Regions from separate parts of the Arachis hypogaea genome. Here region 2 is linked to region 1. Evidence: chromatin contacts called from public Hi-C data. All regions are on one chromosome and are shown on one strand. Each heading gives the region's core, a stretch centred on a gene start, on an enhancer-like site or on the middle of the called end of the contact. The rest is flanking DNA. Distances are from core to core; before and after follow the strand shown. Region 1 holds the start of LOC112791430. Region 2 holds the start of LOC112791436 (mitochondrial inner membrane protein OXA1).

Region 1 (7,123 bases), core at 2,450-4,949:
GGAATAAAGAAGGGGAGAGGTGCATGGATTATTCGGAAGAACTGATGTTGGTGTCATCGGAGAAGACGAAAGAGAGAAGCTGTGAATGCTGCTTGTTGTATCTGAGAACGAATTCAACGATTTATTGCTCCTTTCATGCTCCTCCTCCTCTTCTTCTTCTTCTTCCACGTCATCGAACCACTCACTTGCCAACTTCATCAAGCTCTCTAGTGTCACCAACATGCTTTCACCAATTTTGCTCATGTTGCCTTCATCCTTGCATGTTGGTAGCACGATTTTCAGCTTTTCCTTCAAATCATTGTTCTCCATCCACGACTCTCCGAGACACTTCAACGCCGAGCATAAATACGCCATAGCCTAGCAACATGCCAACATTTTCTATATCAATTAATACTATTATTAATACAATTTAAAGTTGGGAAGTTTTATGGTGACGTCGATTTTAGTGACTAAAGATGACATAAGTTTGACGAATAAGTAAAGGAAAAGTATATGGAACCAGCAAAAAATTAAACAAAATTACATTAATTCATATTAATAATGAATTAATTTTAAATTTTTTAAATTTAAAATTTAAAAAATTTAAAATTAATTAAGTAAATCTAATTAAAACCTATAAAAACTTTCATTTTCTCTCTCATATCAATCATACACACAAACTTCTCTCTCACCGTCAGACCCTCTCCGCCTCTCCACCGCGACCCACTCCTCTTCTATCACCGAGTCACACAAACACTTAAGGATTCAAGAACAAGAAGAATCGAGGCGGTTAAGAACATGTTCCTCGTTAACGAGGAGAAAGGAGGTGAAACGATCGAAGGACTTAACGACAACCGAAAAGTGGAAGGGAAGGGTTCTTGAGTGTGGCTATACTGACGGTGGCGAAGCTTCCAGTGCCAAGGGTTGATCCTCGAATTCAGTCCATGATTTTGAGGAATAAGAATGTGTATGTATTTGCGGTTAAGGAATTGAACGAAGTTAAGTGTGTTGGTGTGTGTTTATAGCTTTTGGAGATGGAGGGATGCTTCTCAATAATTGCCTCATTACATTAAGAAATATAAAAAAATATTTATTTAATATAAAAAAATATCTATTTAATATGTAAAAGAATATCTTAATACTTAATAAAAGAAATATCCAGTTATATTTTAGCAAAAATAATTAATTATCTATAAAATAAAAAAAAATTATGAAATTCTTAAAGAAATAGAGACATTCATATTTATAATACAAAAAAATTCGAAAAATATATAAAAGAACATTCATTTAGAATGAAAAAGAAACATTCTAATACTTAGCCAAAAAAACATCCATATATATTAACTCGTAGAGATTTTGAATTCACCCAAAGATATTTGGCTGATTTTTGGCTAATATCCTTTTAGTTCCCTAGCATTACTCATAATAAAATATTAATATGACAACAAAATTAAATCTAAAATCAAAATGGTTCTCTCTCTTATATATTTTTATAATTATTTTTATTAAAATAATTTTTTATAATTATTTTTATAATTATAAAAAATAATTTCAAAAAAATAATACCAAAATAATTTTATAATTATATTTATAATAATTATTTTATTATTATTTTTATTTTTAAAAAATCATGTTTATAATTATTTTTACTAAAATAATTTTTTATAATTATTTTTATTATTTTTTTAATAATTTTAGAAAATAAGACTAAAATTTTTTTAATTATTTTTATTATTATTTTTATTTCTAAAAAATAATTTTTTATAATTATCTTTTTACAATTTTGAAAAACTAACACCAAAATGATATTCTTCCTCTTGGTGTTAGTTTAAAAATAATTATAAAAAATTATAAGAGAGAATATTATTTTGGTTTTAGTTTTCCAAAATTACAAAATAAAATAATTATAAAAAAATTTATTTTGATAAAAAATAATTTTGGTATTATTTATAGAAATGATTAAAAATAATAATAATAAAAATAATTAAAAAAATTATTTTAGTAAAAATAATTATAAGAAATTATTTTTTAAAAATAAAAATAATAATAAAATAATAAGTATAAATATAATTAAAAAATTATAAAAAATTATAAGAAAGAGAAAATTTTTTTAGTTTTAGATTTAATTTTTTTTTGTTATTTGTTAATATTTTATTTGTTGGTGAAATTTATGTCATTCTTAGCCACCAAAACTAATGCCACCATATAACTTCCCTTTAAAGTTTAGTGCAATTACTTAATTTCAAATAAAATTGATAGGTAAGAGACGTTAAATAACAATTTAGTCAAATATATTAAATTATTTAATGACTCTTAACTATCAATTTTACACCACTCTTAAAAAAAACCTGATCTGTAGACTTGTCTTTAATCTTTGCCACTTCCTTTCTCGGTATGATTGCTGGATAAACCTTCTGGAGATCCTCCAAGGTTTTCAATACAATCTGCACATGATTCACAAAATTATAAAACACAAGTTCATTATGATGCAAGAATGATAAGGAGAAATTAAAATAATAATAATAATATAATTACTCTGACCTCACGTAAGGAAGCAGAACTGTTACATAGAGAAAGATCCATGATGTCCCTGAATGACATTATCTTCTTATGGATCTCTACCATTAAAATCAATTGGTCTGCTCCTATAAATGACAACTCCGTTGAATTTCCATTATACTTGTGGCTAATTTTAATAGCTGATTTTGGTATACACTTACTATAACATTTATTATCATTATTATTATTAGTGTTCGGTTTGCTCCTTTTCTTTTCTTTTTCCTTTTCCCTTACCCTTGAAGACTTCTTGGGCGACCCAAACGCTTTTATTCCCTACAAAACCATATATTACAAATGGTGTCATATAAATCTCATATTGTATAACATTTCATATTAATTGCTAACCCCTAACAAAACTGAATTTCCTTTCCTAAACCTTCTATAGCTTTTTCAGAATTTCATCCCGGAAAAACCCTCTAATAATTGTCTCCATTTGAAAGGTTTACTGATACAATGCAATATCATCTTCCTTCAAATAATTTTCTCTAATATCCATATATTGAGATTGTTCTGGAAGGGTTTATAGAGCTATTTACCTCAAAAATATTCGTCTTGCGGCGAAAGAGCATTGGCTTCAAACCGCAAAAACTCACATTAGCCATGCTTTAATATAATAATTAACTCTTATATTATATATCTTGACTGAAAAATCTGAAATTAACAAAGCTAAAAGTTGTAAGAAAATATATCATATTATTATAGAAGAATTAACAAGAGCTGAACAGATTAATGTCCCAACCTGTTTTTTAATTTCTTCCTGCAGGAATATAAAAAATCAATAACAGATTGTTGTCGGAAATGAATATTAATTAACAAATTAGGTTGGTAATAATAGTGCAAAAAGGGAGACATACATGCATACAAATAAAAGATTGAGGGTTATTGGGAGAAGGGGCAAGGAGGAAAACCAATTAAAATAAAAGATAAATTTTCTAAACGGAACTTTGTCAAAAGAGAGAGCCAAGGAGAACAATTGAAAGAGGAAGAAGGGTTTTAACAAACATGCACTCCCCCCCTTTCCATGAACAAATAGTTTGAATATTTTAGGGTTTTCAATGCTATCCTCAACGGCTAAATTAACTGATGCAATCAAGAAAAAAAGGCTGAATTATTTGCTGGCTTGGCTTCTTTTCTAAAATTAAGATAACATTAATCAACAAAATTTTCTCTTTTGAGATTTTCCCGTTTCCCATTCATAGGAATTCTTGATATGGGACTAGCATTTTCTATATTCAACCTCATTTTTTCTTTTCTTCTAATCCTAACAAACTGATAGATAAACATTTAGTCCAGTGCGTTCCTTTCTTTTTCAACAAAGATTGATTTTTTGACTCCCTTATTCTTGGGAATTAAAATTTCTTATGTATTTGGTGGTTGAAACTTAACTTATACAAATATGATGAGTAATATTTTATAGTTTATATATCTTATAAAAAAAGTATAAATAAACATTTATACAAATTTATATATCATGCATTTATATCCTGTTACAAGAACGGTCCAAATGAAAGAAATGACAGGGAATAGTTATTTGCAAGAGAGAAAAATAATAATATAATTAATTAAAAAATAATTTTTAGAATTTAATCCACATGTCTACATTTATTTATTGGATAAACATTTATTTATATTTTGCAGTATCTCTTAAATCGATAAACTAAGAACTAATCTATGGCAAATTGTAATTTTATTTAAATATTTGACGTTAGTCACAATAAATTGCCACGTACATACTTGAATTTCAAATCTTGATAAATTTCTCTTTTTGGTTTAAGAAGGGCACAATGGCCCAATGTTAAAGTTTAAAAGGCAACGGGGTCAGCCCATATGCATATCCTTAAAATTTGGCCTGTTCAATTCAAATTTGGCTCCGTCAACAGTCGAGACCCAAAATAACACTAGTTTCCTCAATGATAAAAATAAATTCCATGACCAAAAAAAGAAAAAATTGTTTTTGCCACTTAGTTACAAGAATTTCGGATTTTTTACCCATATAAAAAATAAAATGAATAGTTATTTGTTAAATTCTCCTAATCAAATTGTGATTACAAATTTGTCCTTCTATATATGTAAATCGTTACAGGTATTGAAGTTTTATAATTTTTTTGTAATACCCGGAAACCTGCAATGATTTACGAGGGAATTTTTTAATTCCATTAATAAGTAAATCAGGGTATATAGGTTTTACCTTTTCTCATAAAACTTACTCACCTAAGACGATTTACAACCAAATTTTTTAACATCATTTAAATAAATAATTAGAAAGGTAAGTTTTACACTTCCGGAAAATCTTATTCTCTATAACGATTTACTAGTATGAGGGTGATCATCATATTGCTTTGTATTGCATGTATAGAATTAGAAGCATATATATGAAATCTTATGTCTCAGGTCTTTTTTTTTTCTGGATCTTATTACCCGGTCAAATAACTTTATTATTAATAAATATAAAATAATAATATGTATTTTTTTCTAGTCTCATTTTATATTATTAAGTAGTTGTGTCGTTTAGGTATATATTTTATATGACATATATATAACACAATAAATATGAAAAAAGATAATATAATATGCAGCGTTTGTTTAGTAGCATTTCATTTTTTTTTTGTTTAGGTATATATTTTATAACACAACACAATAAATATACAAAAATACTATTAACTTAAAGATTGAAAAGAGTGTAAGGAATATATCGTGCGTAAACATTGCATTAATTGGGTAATTGATCCCTAGACTACAATAAATACACATACAAAAACAAAAATACAGAATATACATATAAATATAAATTATAAAATATAATAAAAAATAATTTAACAGTAAACTATTGCTATATATACGAAAACAACGAAAGATAACGAAACAAAATCTCATCATGATGTCGTTACTAGTAAATCATTGTAGTGGATAAGGATTCATGAAAAACGTATAAACTTTATCCTCCTGTAACGATTTATTTGTCAATGATTTACTTATCAATGGAGTTAAAAAAAGTTGCTTATAAATCATTGTAGGCGTTTTGGTATTATATATTATCAGTGATATAATCATTTGTGTTTCTTTTCATTGGTTTAATTTTTATTAAGAATAATTTTATTATATATTATTGAAATTTCTATGATGAAAATATTGAAAATTTAATTTATGCTGATCTCAAAAAAAACTTTTTAACATAAAATAATAAATAAAAGGAAAAATAAAACTTATGTAAAATCCACGTAACTCTAAAAAACTTTTAATATATAAAAAATATAACCATTCATAATATGATCAGAAATAAGAATTTCATCAAGGACACTATTATTAAATTAGTCCTATTATACTTGGTCCTTCGTAATATTTTCAGTCTTGCATTCTGAAATTAATAAATCATATAAAATAATATAATTTAACGAATAACTTAAGAGCTATTTCCTGTAGGGTTTTTGTTTTAAAAAATGGTTTTTAAAGAATACATTATTATATATGTATATAATTAATTTAGATATATACTAAAATTAGTTACTAATATAAAATATATATTAAAATATAAAATATATATTAAAAATAAATTAAATAATATATATTTATATATAAATATAATTTATTTTAATAATTAATTTTAATATAGATAATATTTTTAGTAAACAAATAGTATAGAAATTAATTAAGCGTTACGTTAGCATTTTCCTTAATAGGAGCTGCTGACTCAAATATGCGTTGGTTTTGAAGTTTGAAACTTTGAAATAGTGAGTTGCTTATTTGCTATATGCTTACACCGTAGAATGGTTAGAACAGTGGCCATCGTGTAGAGCTTTTCAATTTTTGGCATCATCTAGCCATATTGTAGTGGATTCCAACAGCACTATGGATGTTCCACCAATTTTTCGGGCATGAAGGAGTCTATTAAAGAAAATATAAGCTACAAGTCGAAATCATTTACCAGCTTGAAAGCAACCCAATTTTGCTTCATATTTTGCAACATCATTATTAGAAAAAAAGGATAAATACATCCATAATCTTTTGTTCTGGACATATTTTTATTTTTGACCAATTAATTTTTTTTAAGTTATTGACCTCTTTAAAAATTAAACAGATATATCTATTCTTCCATTTATATATATTCGTTAGATCTAATAAAAATGTGATGTCTGATATAATTTTCGTTGTGTTGATTTGGCTATTATAAATACACAAGTGAAAAAAAAAATTTTAATAGAATAAATTAGTCTCCTTTTTCAAACGACGTCATTTGAAAAAGCACCAATTAATTAAGTTCAAGTGCTTCAATTCTCTAGAACCTTCTCTTGGCATTGCTAACTTATTCTTGTTTACTCTTCCAATTCTTCTATCTCAATTATGGAGGCCTACGCTCTTGATCGAGGAACCACTCTTCTTAGCGTCCACCTCCTTTCTTTTTCGTCTCTTTCTTCTTCAACTCCTCTTCCTGTGGCTCAGTTTCTCTCTAAAGAAGACAATCAATGCAACGTTTATGATAGTAACTAAGTTTGGAATGAGTCTTTTCTTTTCTACTACTCTCTTAATTGCTCCTTCCTTGATCAAAATTTTCGAATTTCATTAGATGAATAGCAAAATAAGTTAATCC
Region 2 (7,123 bases), core at 1,440-3,939, 140 kb before region 1:
CTGCATAAACCGTGCTAGATTACAAGGGTTTATGCCCATTGGAGGTCCTTCATAAACCGTTGCTGCCAGCCACAGTTCATGCATTTCTTTCTTCATAAACCGTGGCTACTTCCAGCGGTTTCTATCTTTCATCCACACAGTGTAAACCGTGGCTACCTACCACGGTTTACGTTGAGCTTTTCTTCAATGTAAAACCTGCCAGCCAGCCATGGTTTATGTGTAGCTAGGAACCGTGGTTGGCTCCCACGGTTTATATATATAACAAAACAAGATATTCAGGTATCAACTTTCTCATTGTTGTAATCTGGTAAACGTTTCTGTTGTTTATTTTAATTTGGTCATTTGCCCTATTTAAAACTTAAATACATAGAAAATAAAATTTAACAATAAATTTCTTACATTATTTATTTACATGAGTACTTAACAATCTCACATATTAAACTATTCCATCATTGATCAAATGACCAATATTTCCTTCAGGATCCTCAAAGAAATCAGATACATCATAATGAGTAGTGGAATTTTCAGCATCATTTGAAATAAAATTTGTTTCCTTTCCTTTGTCATCCTTTTTCAAAAATGCTTGATAAAGATCGACTAGGTGCCTTAGGGTACGACAAGTACATGACCAATGACCCTTTCCACCACAACAGAAACATTTATTCTCTGTTGATTTGTTTTGCCCATAATTTCTTTCTTTATCCCACTTCTGGTGAGATCCTCTCTTTTGAACATAATTCCTTTTCCTTCCATAATTTTTCTTGTTACCAAAACCTTGCCGTTTACCTCTTCTGGGGTAATGATTTGCCGCATTTACTTCAAAAAATTGGGCGGCGCCAGGTGGGCGCGCTTTGTTATTCTTTAAGAGCAACTCATTATTGCGTTCAGCAACAACAAGGTAAGAAATTAACTCAGAATATTTTTTAAACCCTTTTTCTCGATACTACTACTGCAGGAGCACATTCGAGGTATGAAAGATTGAGAAAGTTTTCTCCAACATATCATGATTAGTTATCTTTTTCACACATAATTTTATTCGTGAGCTGATTCGAAACATTGCAGAATTATATTCATTTATCAATTTAAAATCCTGTAGACGCAAGTGCGTCCACTCATATCGGACTTGAGGAAGTATCACCGTTTTTTATGATTATACCTTTATTCAAGGTTTCCAAAGATCTGCAGGATCTTTTAATGTGAGATATTCATTTTCCAATCATCCGTCAAGATGACGACGAAGAAAAATTATGGCTTTGGCTTTATCCTTCTATGATGCATTATTTTCAGCTTTAATGGTATCTCTAAGACCCATTGAATCAAGATGGATTTCAGCATCTAATATCCATGATAAATAATTGTTTCCAGATATATCAAGAGTATTGAATTCAAGATGAGAGAGTTTCGACATAATAAAAATTTGTTACCTGAGTATTTCTAAAAATTTGATCAGAGTCTCGTATTGATAACGTGTTGTAAAATAAATAAGGAAGTTGTACTAGATATAAAATAAAGATGTGTAAATAGATAATTTTAATAATATTTTTCACCACATCAATTTTTCACACTAATAAAAATGTATTAATTATATATATTAATACGTATATACTAGCACCCATAGAAAGAGAGAAGAAAATAGAATTTATTATAGTGTATGAAAGAAAAGAGAGGTAATAATATTTGTTATTGCCCGTATGTACGAAAGTAAAACTACATTTCACTATTTATAGAGGTAGCACGCTTACTTTTTTAATACCTTTTTAATGCCATTTGTTTTAGAAAATGTGAACCACCTATAATAAATGAGCATCCACATCACTTTATCACAACAGTAACATCCATTTGTTTATGTTATGGATGTCAGATTATTGAAATTCAATGTTTATAACTTTTTTTTAAAATCAATTTTTTTATATTTTTTATAAATTATTAAATTTGATTTCTCCCACTTTTATAACCATTCTTGTATGTATATGATAAAGTAAATGTTGAACTATAACAAGCTGACAACTCTTTTTATTTACAATAAAAATTGATAAAAGAATAAAAAATTAGAATGGTTTTCTATATTCAAACATTTTTTTATCATTTTCTAATTTTTTTATCGTCGTCACCAATAATACCTCCTCCTCTTTCTCCTCCTTTTAGAATTTTCTCTCTTCCTTTCTTTTCATCATCATCATCATCATCATCATCGTTATTGTCATTGCCTTCTTCTAATACGTAGCGTCATTATCATTATAATCGAATTCGAATTTATATAATAAACAATTTTTGGTTCATTTGGTATTATACAATGGTTTTGTTTTGAGCTAATTTTTTATTCATTTGAGACGCAAATGTTTTTGAATTCAAATTTATATAGTGGACAATTTTTTGTTCATTTGGTATTATACAATAGTTTCGTTTTGATAATATTTTCGGTTCATTCGATCACCACAGAGAATTAGAATCAATCAAGATATTAGCAAAATATTAATGTTGTTGGTGATGACGATAATGATAATGAAAAAGAAAGAAGACGACAAAATCGTGCAACGTAAACTAAATGACTTGGATGAAATGTAAAATTACTTGGATGTGTAGCGAGACTCAAAAAAACTATGTATAAACTATAAAGTGGTATTATTTTCTTAAAAATTTGCATCCAGTATCTTGGGTCTTTTTAATTTGGGCCATATATGTTTTTAGGTATTGGGATTACAGATAAAAGAAACGGACATCAGTTTAGATTGCATTCCAGCCCAAAACTAACAAAAAAGAAAAAAGAGGACATGATTTGCATCCATAATTCATTTTTGGGTTTCTTGAAGGGCGGCGTAAAAAAACTACGTCGTTTTGATGTTTCCTTGTTTCATGTTTTGTTTCCTTCGCAACAAATGTCAGCTTTTCTCAGCTAGCTTACTTCGACACTAGCTCGCTTTCAGGTCCCGGCGGCACTTCCACTCCAACCAACTCTCAACCCTAACTGCCGTCACCTCCCACAGTTGCCCCAACTCCGATCGCTGTTCCACCATCGGTGTCGTTGTCTTCCGCCACCGTTGGTCCGCCGCCGGTTCGTATTCTTCTCTGCTTCGTTTCTCTCATTTCGTCCAATCAATAATTCGTATGTTTGTATACGTATATAACATTGGTGATCATGTAGTAATTCCCATTATACTATTCTTCATGCGTATTATTTCTCCCACTCTCTGGAATGTTACATTATAGTTGATCAGTGTATATTTGTGATTGCTTGCAACCTGTTTGATGAAAAGCCTCAACGTTTTGAATCTTTTTTTTGTCGGAATTTTGTTGGTTATTTGATGCTGCATGATAGAACTTCCTAAGGATACAAATGGCTTATAGACGATGCCTATTGAAAAGAGGGAACCTTGTAGACTGGAAGTGTCACCCGTCTTTCAGTTATGTACTCTACAGCGATGATGGGAAACACAAGCAGCGCCCAGAAGAAAAATCATCCTCTGCAGCAATCAGTACTTTTGTCCAAACAAGGTCCTTCGGGAGCTCCCTTAATGGGTCAATGGGGTTTGGTGCCTCTTCTAGAGCGCTTTCCAACACATTCCTTTCCCCGTGCTCTGGATATAATTTCTGCCGATATATGTCGACTGTGAATGATGGATCAGATAAGATTGAGATGATGTCCGACATTGCAGATGTACTTACTGACAAGGCCGTTGAGACCATAGCTTCTCAGGCTCCTGTTTTTAACGAGGTTGCCATTGCTGCTGCTGATTCGTATTTGCCTGTGAAGTTGCTGCAGTATGGGATCGATGCTGTGCATACTTATACCGGGTTAAACTGGTGAGTTTGTACTTGTCTTGTCTCGCTTCTTGAATTCAAATCAAATTCCTAAGTAGTTCATAGTTTACTGCTTATTTGGTATCATATGGTGAGGTAAAATTAAATTGATTTGAATTCCTATGTTTAAAGTAACCAGTGAATCAAAGAATTGAATTTAATTTATACTGTTAGGAACGTGTACAAAAATGAATTGAGTCCTTTTTTCTTTTCCTTTTTTAAGGTTAGGGTGAAATGCTATTTTGATTTTTCTATTTTTAAGCCAAAGTTTATTGAGTGTGGTTTGCAAATATGAACCATATTTTTCTTATTTACTTTTGCCCTATTCGCAAGAATTGACTCCCTCTTCAATTTTAATTTCATGTTTTTTATTTAGTTTCAAACCAAGGAATCGAATTCAGTTTCTTGAATGGATTGGATCCCATGACTTCCCGAACATTCTGATAAAATTGGTACTCTTGTTGTTAAAGTTGCCATTGGTAGGTTTCTAGGTTTTACCATGAGTTAGAGGTTTGAACTTAGAAATGTCAATTCTTTTAGTTTGTCGGTTGCTAAGTTTAACTTGCTACACATAATTGCTGATGTAATTGATTTACCCAAGCAATCTTATGATTTTAAGATTTTTCTACCTGGGTGAAGAATACACTTTCTGGTGTATATGGTAGAGCTTCTTCTTGCATTGTGATCTACAGATCGTCATTTTAGGTAGGAATGCGTTTTATTCATGGCAAAAAAATATATGAATTGGCTTCTATTATGATTGTTCAACATTTAGTTGAATATATTAGGTTTTCGAGACCATGCTAATCCAAACTGTTCTTGCACTTTACACCGTAGTACATGACACCTACTCTGGGAATTGACTATCCAATGGCTTGATTATCCATATTTTGACATGTATTTGTTGCAATTTCATTTCCCATTTTCTTTCAGGTGGGCAGCCATTGCTTTGGCAACCCTTGTGATTCGAAGCGCAACAGTTCCGTTCTTAATCTACCAACTTAAGGCTACATCTAAGCTTACAGTATGTTGTTGCTGCTTATACATTCATCCGTACATATTTGTTTCCTGCAAAAATGGATTAATGGAAATTGCCCCCCCCCCTCTCTCTCTCTCTCTCTCTCTCTCTCTCTCTGTGTGTGTGTGTCCTAGTTGGAATGGCCAAAATTTAAATGCATTGAGGGAGGAATATGCTTGTTTTCTCTCTTTTATCCGAGTTAAGATTTTGGAGGGTTATTTCTGTTGCTACTCCACTCTGTTATATTGAGAGATGTTGCCAAGCTTGGTGTGGTTGTTTTATCAGTAATGAATTTTCTATACTCTAATCAAGAAGTTGCCTGAGCTTACTATATCATGTCTATTGCAGTTGCTGAGGCCGCACATGGAAGCGATACGGGCTGAGATGGAATATAAGGTAACTATATTGTATGTCGTCAAATTATTTTTTATATTAGCAATGATGGTAGATGTTCTGCTTTGCTGTTGTATTGATATCTATCTAGCCATGTCAAGCAGATGAGAGACCCACAATTGCTGTTGCCTACTAAGTGCATCCAAAAGTTTAGTTTGAATTGATAAATTTTCTTAAGATTTAGTTCACCCGTTAATTATCTGACCTGAACTATGTCTTGCAAGAATATTTTGGGATCGAAATAAGCAATTCTTATAAACCTATCTCCTGTCATGTGCTCTTTACACTATATATTTTGACTAAATTTGTTTAGACAGAAGACTAAAATAGTATAGAGAATGGGAGGAAAATATTGAAGAACAAGAATAATTAAAGAAAGTCGGAAAGCCCAAGCTAATTTTATTTCTTTAAGATTAAATTAGCAGAGTGGAATTGGGATTCGACATTCAAGCTTTGAATTTGACTTTAAGAAACATTTTTGTCCTTCATATATTAATTTCAGGCTATGGATCCCGTAGCTGCAGCTGAAAATCAAAAGAAGATGAAGCAGCTGTTTAAGGAGTAAGTGGTTTCTGATTTTGTTGGTGAAAGATATCATTTACAGTTCACGGTTTCTTTCATAACTGCTAATAGCATTTTAGATTCCCCCAGTGTCCCAGTCTGAACTTAGTTGCTACATTCAGTATGGAATGCCATATCATTTTCTCTCTGATTTTGATGATACAGATATGGTGTGAATCCGTTTACACCTTTGATGGGACTCTTTGTTCAAGCACCTATCTTTATTAGCTTTTTTCTTGCGGTAAGATGACTACCGATTTGATTTCTCTTGCTTAATCAAGGCTAAGGAACCTTTATGTTATTCTATCCATTAACATTCCCTTGTTTAATGATAGATATCAAACATGGCTGAAAAGGTGCCATCATTTAAGCATGGTGGAACCTACTGGTTTACTGATCTCACTACTCCAGATGCATTATATGTTCTTCCTGTTTTGACTGCATTGTCGTTCTTAATAACAGTTGAGGTGAGCATTTTATTTTTCAAAAACCATTCTTGCAACTAACATTTTAATTCTATTTCCAGTTTGACTGCTTAGTAAAAAGGGCCACTTAAACAACTGCAAAAGATAATTTTTGAATGAAGTTAGTAAGAAAACTGTTCAGGTTGCAATTTAAGTGAAATTTATGTTGTTCCTTAGTGTAATATGCAAGAAGGCTTGGAAGGAAATCCTGTGGCTGGTACCATGAAAAATGTCTCTAGGGGTCTTGCTGTTCTTACAGTTCCCTTCACCATGGGGTTCCCAAAGGTAATCTTCTCTGACTTTTCCTTTTTGGGAATGAACAACTTTACATTGCATTTGCTGTCTATGCATGTGAAATAACATCTTTCATTTGTATGATCATTAGAAAGAAAAGAGAAGTTTTCTGATGGTTACGATAGAATTGGTTGCATGTGTTGTTTCCTTATCTCCTGTAGACTAACTTTTCAATGGTTGGTCTTTGGGCTGTGGAATTGTCTTGCAACTTGTTAAGTGTAACTTGCATTATTATTATTATGCTTTTTCTTATTTCATCTATTTAGGGGGGGGGAAATTCTTTCTCAATACAAAATTATTGTTTATCAAAAGAAAAGATCTTAATATCAGAATAATTGATATAGTAATTACTAATTGGGAAGTATACTAAATGAGATAGGAAAGGCCTTTGTTTTTCCTTTCTAAGTACTGTATTTTACCTTTTGTCATTTTATGTAGTTTGAACGTGTGCCTATTTGTACTTTTGCAGGCCATATTTTGTTACTGGGTCACGTCAAATTTGTTTTCACTTGTGTATGGACTTGGTAAGATGTTTCAAATTTTTCTTTTGCATACCTTGGCTTCTCCATTATTCACAACCTTAGTATGCTAAAAA

What was found. A called contact is a pair of places that touch in the nucleus more often than the background predicts.
Region 2: a Hi-C map of an unstated tissue shows a contact between it and region 1, with 3 times the contacts expected there. The contact joins the promoter of LOC112791436 here to the promoter of LOC112791430 in region 1. A contact is called at or near these places in 2 of 8 Hi-C or Micro-C datasets (leaf and an unstated tissue).

What each region holds. Positions count from the first base shown.
Region 1 is chr3:127,254,815-127,261,937 of arahy.Tifrunner.gnm2.J5K5, reverse strand. It overlaps LOC112791430, which reads right to left and starts at 3,699. Exons shown (of 9, transcript XM_025834267.3): 1 at 3,278-3,699; 2 at 3,075-3,189; 3 at 2,521-2,811; 4 at 2,328-2,423; 5 at 1-357. The coding sequence starts at 3,140.
Region 2 is chr3:127,393,311-127,400,433 of arahy.Tifrunner.gnm2.J5K5, reverse strand. LOC112791436 (mitochondrial inner membrane protein OXA1) reads left to right here and starts at 2,689. Exons shown (of 10, transcript XM_025834275.3): 1 at 2,689-3,052; 2 at 3,317-3,801; 3 at 4,732-4,822; 4 at 5,165-5,212; 5 at 5,712-5,770; 6 at 5,936-6,011; 7 at 6,106-6,237; 8 at 6,412-6,519; 9 at 6,998-7,052. The coding sequence starts at 3,335.